3 separate regions of the Mus musculus genome follow, and all the other regions are linked to region 3. Evidence: chromatin contacts called from public HiChIP or PLAC-seq data. All regions are on one chromosome and are shown on one strand. Each heading gives the region's core, a stretch centred on a gene start, on an enhancer-like site or on the middle of the called end of the contact. The rest is flanking DNA. Distances are from core to core; before and after follow the strand shown. Region 1 has its middle 35 kb from the start of Gm46886. Region 2 has its middle 21 kb from the start of Gm11412. Region 3 overlaps Gm11266 (predicted gene 11266).

Evidence for each region. HiChIP or PLAC-seq counts read pairs in DNA pulled down with a chosen protein or histone mark.
Region 1: a contact with region 3 is called in an H3K27ac HiChIP or PLAC-seq map of heart atrium, with 5 read pairs. The contact joins two enhancer-like sites. A contact is called at or near these places in 1 of 15 datasets of contacts at CTCF or cohesin (the NIH/3T3 cell line) and 2 of 115 datasets of contacts at active chromatin or transcription factors (embryonic stem cells and heart atrium).
Region 2: an H3K27ac HiChIP or PLAC-seq map of neural progenitor cells shows a contact between it and region 3, with 12 times the contacts expected there. The contact joins two enhancer-like sites. A contact is called at or near these places in 5 of 115 datasets of contacts at active chromatin or transcription factors (embryonic forebrain, embryonic hindbrain, embryonic stem cells and 2 more).

Annotation. Positions count from the first base shown.
Region 1 is chr4:81,897,567-81,900,483 of GRCm38.p6, forward strand. No RefSeq gene overlaps it. Among named protein-coding and RNA genes, the nearest start is that of Gm46886, 35 kb to the right of the region's middle. Within about 2 kb of position 1,260, at least 18 of the 459 cell types and tissues checked have an H3K27ac peak or open chromatin away from gene starts, as enhancers often do. A contact at or near this core is called in heart atrium, where this site is marked.
Region 2 is chr4:81,762,880-81,765,786 of GRCm38.p6, forward strand. No RefSeq gene overlaps it. Among named protein-coding and RNA genes, the nearest start is that of Gm11412, 21 kb to the left of the region's middle. Within about 2 kb of position 1,597, at least 69 of the 459 cell types and tissues checked have an H3K27ac peak or open chromatin away from gene starts, as enhancers often do. A contact at or near this core is called in neural progenitor cells, where this site is marked.
Region 3 is chr4:82,535,973-82,538,672 of GRCm38.p6, forward strand. All of the region lies in intron 1 of Gm11266 (predicted gene 11266), which reads left to right. Among named protein-coding and RNA genes, the nearest start is that of Gm11266, 29 kb to the left of the region's middle. Within about 2 kb of position 1,424, at least 60 of the 459 cell types and tissues checked have an H3K27ac peak or open chromatin away from gene starts, as enhancers often do. A contact at or near this core is called in heart atrium and neural progenitor cells, where this site is marked.

The DNA of each region.
Region 1 (2,917 bases), core at 10-2,509, 640 kb before region 3:
AGTTAATGCTATTACTGCCAAGCATATGCCATTAAGCCTGGCTTGGTTACTCTTGGGGGGCTGCAATTCTGGCTCTGCGCCTATGAAAAGAAGAAGACGTGACTCACGATGACCACAAGATCAAAACAAAGCATCAGTTCTGAAGAAGTCTAACTTTGCTGGGTCTTAAGGACTAAGAGACTTTTCTCCCAAGGGTCTACATGGAAAGAACACTGTGAAATGCACCAGCTCTTGTCCCCGACAGCATCCATGCAACAGTGTGACAGATACTTTTTACTGGATTTTAAAAATACAAGACACTGGTATTAAAAAACATTACAATTCAGAAGATAAAATAATTGCACAGGGCCAGCAGGACATAGAGCTTATTCTAAAGTATTCTCTCAAGCCTAACAGGTATCCTCAGAGTTGCAAAGCAGAGGAGAGGTGAGGTGGTCTAGACAAGTCCTTAAAGCCTTCATTAAAAATAAAATACTGAGCTAGGCTTTAAGCAAAGACCTCAAAGCATCAGATGATTGGACAGTAGTAAAGGCCACTCCTACCTCGCAGGAAAGAACAAGAATGAGTCAGAAGATGGAAGAAAGTGTGAAGAGAAGCAAACACAAAGATTGAATAAGCGATGAGATTGGAAAGAAAAACTGAGGTCAGACATGCTAAGAGCTTTTCAGATAAAGGGGAGAGAAACACAAAGATAGGTCAGGATCTTGCCTCTAATAGCATTAATAAAAGACAATATTTAGAAGGATAAATCGTACTGTCTTTGACTGAATAAATTTTTTAAAAAGCAAGAAGGAAAACATGTAAGAAGGCTCTTCCCAAAGGGTTCCTGACAATGAAAATGCCCTTGCGCTCAAACAGACACAGCTTATTTGCACTTGACTGGCTGAAGGTAATTGTCCCCAAGGCAACAATGAGGGTACACTCACAACCACAGGTCAACTCCAAAGGCTGGGCCAGGGTTTAAATTTAGACTGTGGTTTGAAACAAAAAACAAAAGCTGTTTAAGGAAGCATGTTTTAGATCCTTCTCAACACAACATAGAGGAGAAGCAGGAGCTGGGAAACAAACTATTTTGGAAGGGGTGAAAAAGATAGCCTAAGCCATGAACACGGGGAATGGGCGGTCTGTAAAGAAATGTTTGTATTGAAACCAGAAAGCAGGGCTGCCTCCTTGACTTTCTCACTGAAAAGGAAGTAGGCAAAGAGCATGTAAACAAAGCAGGTCTTGGCATTCTTGCTGGCATGGCTTGGTGCTAACTGGTGAAATACCCAAGAGACTACAAATTCCCCTCCTTGAAGAGAAAGGCAGTCCCTATGCTAATTCTGGACCCAAGGGCAGCTAGTCCTTTGGAAGTGAACAGCCTCCTGGAGCAGTGTTTTGGTAGCCAATAGGTTCCTTAGAGCAAGTTTGCTGTTCCAAATTTGTGTCTCTCAATGTACTTAACCTTCTAGATCAGCAATCATAAGTACCTGAAGAAAGCTTAAACAAACATAAAGGTTTAAAACCTTCCTCCTGCTCTGCCCCAGGTGACAAATACTGTGTATATTGTTTCTGTTTTCTTATTGGCATAATTGGAGGGTTTCAAGGAAAGAAATTCCCCGAATCTTTGGAAGTGAACATAAGAAGAAGCTTCAACTGTTGGTCTAGATTTCCAAAAGCTGACCCAATATGTTGGACTGGAAATAGCACCCACTCCCCAGTTTTCTCAGGCTCAAGTTTCCTTTTTGGTACCTTTGGAAGGAAGCACCCACCCACGACACCCATAGACATGTGTTGAATTTTCTAGGACTCCACATATAATAATCTGCAGGTTTAATATTTCTACTGCCAAAAAACCAAAACCAAAACCAAAACCAACCAACCAACTAAACTAATTTAAACTAAATATATATGTGTGTGTGTGTATATATATATATATACATACATATATATATATATATATATATATATACACATATGTGTGTGTGTGTGTGTAGTGTCTATATACTCTATATACATAGAGAAACAACAACAATCACTTGACTAAAAGACAAAACATGTAACTCTATGCTCCAATTCTACTCCTTTTCTCATGATACTAGCCCAGTGTACTTTTCTAGGGTTTCGGTCTTCTCAGCTGTAGACCAGGAACCAAAGCCTCCTTCTCTTCTTCCTTTTAGGCTGCTGTTGAGACACAAACTGGGAACATGAAGGTCATGAACAAGGTTATAGACATAAAACCCTCAGTACTGAACTAAGAATTGTAGCATTAGCCCAGTGAGTTTTCACAGTGGAGAAAAGGTTTCCAAATCCCCTTTCACCCTTTTGGAAAGAACCTTTCTTGTTGGGGTCATTTCTACAGAGCTTTCGATATGTACCAACAAAAAGAAACTTCAAGTTGAACCTTCAGTGTGCTATTGCTGTGATTTGATCAGTGGGTTGTCAGGCTGTATCACCTTCCTGGGTGTGTGGCTGGTAGGAAAGGAGAAGCCAGGAACTTTGCTAAGTAATCCATCAAGAGCTCTGACTTTCAAGTTTTAAGTAAGGGAAATGATAAAAGAGTCCTTTTCTCATGTACTTATACCTTGGCCCTTTGCCATCCTCACGCACTGAGCTACAAGGGCCTGGAAAAGAGCCTGGGCATTACATAAGGAAAGCCACCCTAGCATTTGGGAGACAAAAGAACAGCTTTGAGAATGAGGTTTTTTTCCCCCAGTTAGACAGAAGCCAATTGGGCCAACTCAGGGCTGGAGCTCATAGAAGTCTAGATCTAAACTTAGCTGAACTCGAGATACTTGAGTTAGCTCCCAGATAGGCAGTCAGTCACCTTGCCACGACTTTGTTTACTCATTTGAAAATAGATATGAAAAGTGATCTCACCACAGAGGATGCTATGATAGTGAGGGCAAGAGGAAAAAGTAACTCGTCAGTTTTTATG
Region 2 (2,907 bases), core at 347-2,846, 770 kb before region 3:
ACCGCTGCAGATCCAGACAAAGAAAACTTTTATGCACGTAAACAAAACAGATTACCCTGAGCCAGGATTTCTGGGCCGAACATATTCCTTAGACTATTTCTGAGCGGTTATTTATGGATGTCTGTTTATCCCCTGGAGCCTGACTTTGGTGCAGTGAAACCACTCTGTGTTTAGTGCAATGGTCTGCCACCCCAGGGGATGGCTAGATGTCAAATATTTACCCCTGTGGGAATGAACGAAAGTCAGAGATACAGAGAAAATAGGAGTTAAGTGCAGGGTCCACGGGAACTAGCAGCATTTTGAGGGAAATGAATTTTAAAGAAAACAAATGAAATAAAGAGATATCACAGCTTTAGGGGTTTTGTTTTGTTTTTTAATGGGACAGGGAGGAGAGCCCTCTCAAGTATAAAGTGACTTCAAGCAGTGGAGGATTTTCACCTCCCTGCTTTCTCAGCAACCACACCCACCATTTTCTCACCTGGCTCAGCACCAGGCCCAGAGGGAGACATTTAAAATTTTTTATTCTTTTAATTGGAAACGGATGCTGTACCTTGTCTTTCAAGCCTGCTTTGAGAGGGAGGTAGGTAGTGAGGGATGAAGTAGTGAGGGACTAAGGGAGGAAAGAAAGATGAAGAGGCAGGAGGAAGGGGAGGGAGGGAAGGAGGGAGGGAGAGGGTGAAGAGAGAGGGAGGGAGGAGACCTAGCCAAGTATTAGTTTAGCCGGAATGAAACCTTGTAAAACTTTGAAATCAAATTTGGCATTCAACTCTGTAGATACTCACACTGGAAAACTCCAGAAAGTCACAAGAACGTTGACTGTCTTGCCCAAGATTCTTCTTTTCAAGTGTTGTGGCCCCCTGCTCCCTTCCCGAGCCATTTTCTTTGGCATTGGACTTACTGTACTATCGGGTACAACGCTACATTTCTACAGGCTGTGTCAAAGCATGTCAAGTTGCAAAAGGGCTTGTAAAATAATCATGGACAAGGAAACAGAACAGCCATTAAAGCTGTAAAGGGACGACTACACTGAAGGGCAGGCTTGAAATAAAGTCCATGTGACCTACGGAACAGGGGAAGCTTCTGAAGTCTGGAAGACAAAGCACAGGCATGTCTTCATTTCTTTTTTTTCACGGGGCACCGGGATTTTTACTTTGCTGTAGGCACCCGGAGCATAGGGGAGTTTGCTGAGGCCAGGTCTGATCTGAAGCCTGTCCGCTGTTGAGACGAATGACAAGGCCATCTCTGCTTAAACACCTGAGTTCAGAGTGACAGCAAATTCCAGTGGAGCCAGGTATCCATCTGCAAGAACTCCTAGCAGCTCACTTGTACTGGGAAGCGACCCTAGGCTGCCCTGCTTTTGGTGAGGACAGCTTTGCCTTGCGGCTGGGCACACCACATTCAAAAGCAAACATTGGACAGCTTCACCTTCTTCCACTTTGGCAAGGAAAATAGAATGCACAAAGGAGCATTCCTTTAGTTGTATTTAGAAATGAAAGTCCCGGCGGATTTAGGAGCTGGTGCCTGGGAGGCCCCTGCATTGTGAGCCCTGTGCAGCAGGCCGGCCCGCTTACACAAGCAGCCTTTGTTTTAATTAGCACAGGAGCAGCCCTCCCCTCCTCCTGCAGGGCTTCCACTTTACAATTGTCTGGGAACTCCCTCAGCTGAAAATGGTTACTAAGAAAATTTCCACAGAAATCCAACCAAAAGGGCCAGGCCAACGCTGGGCTTTTAAAAGCACTTTTCCAAATTGAGTCTTGAAGGAGTGGACCGCCTGCTGGAATGGATGTCCACTGTAGGGAGAACCCCAAGGTTAACAGTGGTTTGCTTCAAAATAGTAGTCAGTTCTTCCTACCTCTTGCCTCCAAAGAAAGAAAACAACACAACCTCCTTAAAATGGTGTTATGGATCTGGTGTAAAGTGACAAAGGCCAGGGCATTTAAAATGAAAGGAGACACTATCTCCAAGCTAGTTTTCAAGGTTGCATTGAATCTGAAGGTGGTGCAGTGAGTTACAGAAAGTGACTGTCACACCTCTACACACAGCTGCCCTTCCCTAACCTCTAGCTTTTGGACAACTGGTGCCCTGAAGTAGTGGAGATGCACGTGGTATTCAAAGAGAAAATTCAGTCGAGTTAGGCAAGGGGAGCCCTGGAGGCAGTCGAAGCTCCTGGAGATGGCCTTCGTAGCTTTGGTCAAGAAATGCATGTGGTTCCTAGCAGACGTATTACCACCTGATTCATCCTTTGCTGCAATTTTCTGGGTTTTATTTGTGCCCTTTTTATTTTCAACTGGAGTACTTTCAAATTGAAATTTGCAAAATGTGCTCAATGAAAAATTTCATCAAATGTGTACATATTTTATAACTCAAGCATAAAATTTAAATATGTTTTGAGATGTGTGTGTCATAAACATACTTATGTGATATAAAGTACAATTCATTTGTTCACTTGGAAAGCTAGCACATTTTTTAAAGTAATTAAAAATATAGTTTCATTTCTTTTTTTTGGGAGTTTTTTTTAATTAGATATTTTCCTCATTTACATTTCCAATGCTATCCCAAAAGTCCCCCATACCCACCCCCACAATCCCCTACCCACCCACTCCCCCTTTTTGGCCCTGGCGTTCCCCTGTACTGGGGCATATAAAGTTGGCAATTCCAAAGGGCCTCTCTTTCCAGTGATGGCTGACTAGGCCATCTTTTGATACATATGCAGCTAGAGACAAGAGCTCCGGGGTACTGGTTAGTTCATATTGTTGTTCCACATATAGGGTTGCAGATCCCTTTAGCTCCTTGGGTACTTTCTCTAGCTCCTCTATTGGGGGCCCTGTGACCCATCCAATAGCTGACTGTGATCATCCACTTCTGTGTTTGCTAGGCCCGGCATAGTCTCACAAGAGACAACTATAT
Region 3 (2,700 bases), core at 174-2,673:
TATAAGCGAGATGGGGGTGGAGAGGGCAGAATGCAAGGGCCTCACAGAGGGGCCAGCGAAGAAAAGAACTTCCTAGACAGCCAGAACCAGTCTGTGCCTTTCAGAGACTCCTGCTCTTCTGCCGGCAAGGTTTGGACTGGGGAAAGGTGAAGGTGGCTGGTGGGTGAGAGGAGAATAGGAGAAGGGGGTAAGGGTGGCTACTTTACTCTCCCTGTCAGAGCTAGCTGAGGCCAACTTTAAGGGGTCAAGGTACCAGAAAACTGCAAGTTTAGATAGCTTGTCCAGTGACAGAGGCTTTGAATTTGCCACAGTCTCTAGATAGGATGTGAAGCTGGGAAGAAGGGAGAGAGAGATTTTTTGGAACACTGGAAACAGGGCCAGACCTTGATACCCTTAAAAATCAAAGAGCCCAAGGTCACATCTGCCCACAGCTCTTGACGTAGGGGCTGGTGACAGTGGGGAGCCTGAACTGGTTCCTAAAGAGAGAGGTAGGGTAAGACCAGGATTCCTGGCTGAGATGGCAAAAGGTACCACTAAGCAAGGGCTCAGAGAAGGAGCAGGGGAAAGCCTGTCTCCCAAGACAGTTTTAGATCGTCCCTCCCGAGGGGCCCAGTCCCCGGTCTCCTCCACCCTTCGAGGGTGGCACACGCGGGAATCTTTGGGCCATTGCTAGCGGTTTCCTGACTTTGCGTCGGGTCATTGCGCACCACGTGCATCAATGGCCCCAGGGGAAGAATTTCGGCTAGCACTCCCTGGAGAAGAGGACTATGCTGGCCCCAGATTGTACAAGCGGGCCACCAACTTCTCCCTGAGCTTCCATAAGGAGTCATGAATCGCAGTGCACGCGAGGCTCGCGGGTTCCATGCTCGCCCTGGCACATCGCTCTCCCTCACTGTTCAGCGCACCAACAGAACCGGGACTGCAATTCTGTTCCAAGCCAGCGCAGCTCACCCTCCTTGTCCAAGGCTAGGGCATTTTGAGGAAGGATCTTCCCAAAGGAACCCATCTCTCTAAAGCGGGAGTAGGGTTCTTTAGTAACTCTCTGGGGGTGGGAGGTAAATCAAATTGCCTGTGGGCTTGCAGCTGGAAGCCAGCTATTTAGGCTCGCTGAGCCTCGTTCCTAACGGATCAGCTCTTTCGATGTTTGGGGATAAGTTGAAGACTGAAGAGAAAACATGATTATCTTAAGTAACTCGCACATCGCCGTTTTCGTCCCCGACTAAAAGTCTGTGTCTTGGGCCAGTTTCGCGATGCCCACGCAAGGCCCAGACTTTAATATTTAAACCAGGCCAGGTGAAACTACCTGTTGGGGTACACTGCAGTCTATAAATCTGATCCTCCTCTCCTTACACAGTTTTGGGGAGAGCTGGAACTGTTCTGGGGGTGTTCAGAGAAGGGACTTCAGCCGAAGGGCGAGCGGCAGTAGTAACAGAGTCTGGCGATGCCCGGGAACTGCACTAGCTCCTCGGCCTCGGTCTGCAGAAGCTAAAGACAGCCCCATGCAGCCGAATCTCGGCGCGATTCTCTATGATTCACTATGAAGCAGTGTGGAAGATTCTTGAGACCAGAGCGCGAGGGGACTCTCAAAAACAAAGAGCCGGGGGCAACTTGCTATGCTCCCGCCCCCCACGGTACACTCCAACCCTTAACGTTTCTCCCTATGCGGAAATTCACTCAACTTCTCCGAGGAGCAGGCGACGGATGCTCTCCTGCCACAGCCTGGGGGCTACCGGCAGCTTCTAGGCCACTTTGCTGGAAGAAAGTCATTGCCTCAAGGAGCAGACACACATTCTTAATCCAGCAGCCGCCGAAGAGCAGTTCACTTACCAGGACCTGATGAGCCCGTGGGGAGGATTTTTAGAAGCTGGGGACAGGCAGGCTCATGTGTCCTAGAACCTGTGGGAAAGACCATTGGGACTGAAGTTTCACTTGGAAAGTGCTGGGCGCAGCCCGGCTCTGGCGCACATTTTCCAGGCTTCCAGGCAGCCAAACTGCGGGAAGCTGCTGGAGGCACCTGGGGCTCAGGCTTTTCCATTGAGAGTTTCTGATGCGGGTTGCTAGTTGTTTATTTTTGTTTTTGTTTGTATGTGTGTGGCTTTTTTTTTTTTTTGGCAGCGAACCCCACTGAGCTTGGGGAGCACCAATATTTGGAATTGCCGTACCAAGGGTCTCATCAGAGGATCAGAGGAGATAAGCAACTTGGGGAACGCGGCGCATTTAGTTTTCTAAGGCCATGCGTTTTTTTATCCCCCACGGTCACTATTTATTTGGCTGCAAACGAAATGGGAATAGATATTAGGAAACTGGGGGGAAGAAAGCGGATAAGCCTTAAATTGTTGAGAGCGCTCCTTTTTACAGTGAAGACTATAGGACTACGTGGAATGGAGAGAAATTATTAGTGAGACTTCATCGCACAGGAATGGTGGAGGAGATTGAGCCACGGAACTAGAAGATGTCTCCGATCTGTTTTGCGCACCGCAGGTTCCCCACCCGCAGTTAATCATCCTGGCAATATTCGCTTGATCTGCCCGCAAGTAGCTTGTCTCCCCGTCCTTCCTGACACTTCCCTTCTCTGTTTACATCTTTCCATGCTGGGTCACCAGCCAGAGTTTTGGGCTTCCCGGACCTCTCGGGTGCCTTGGCAAAAACTCTTACAAACTTTTCGAGCGCACACTTGCGGGTGGGCTCTCTCCAAGCGGG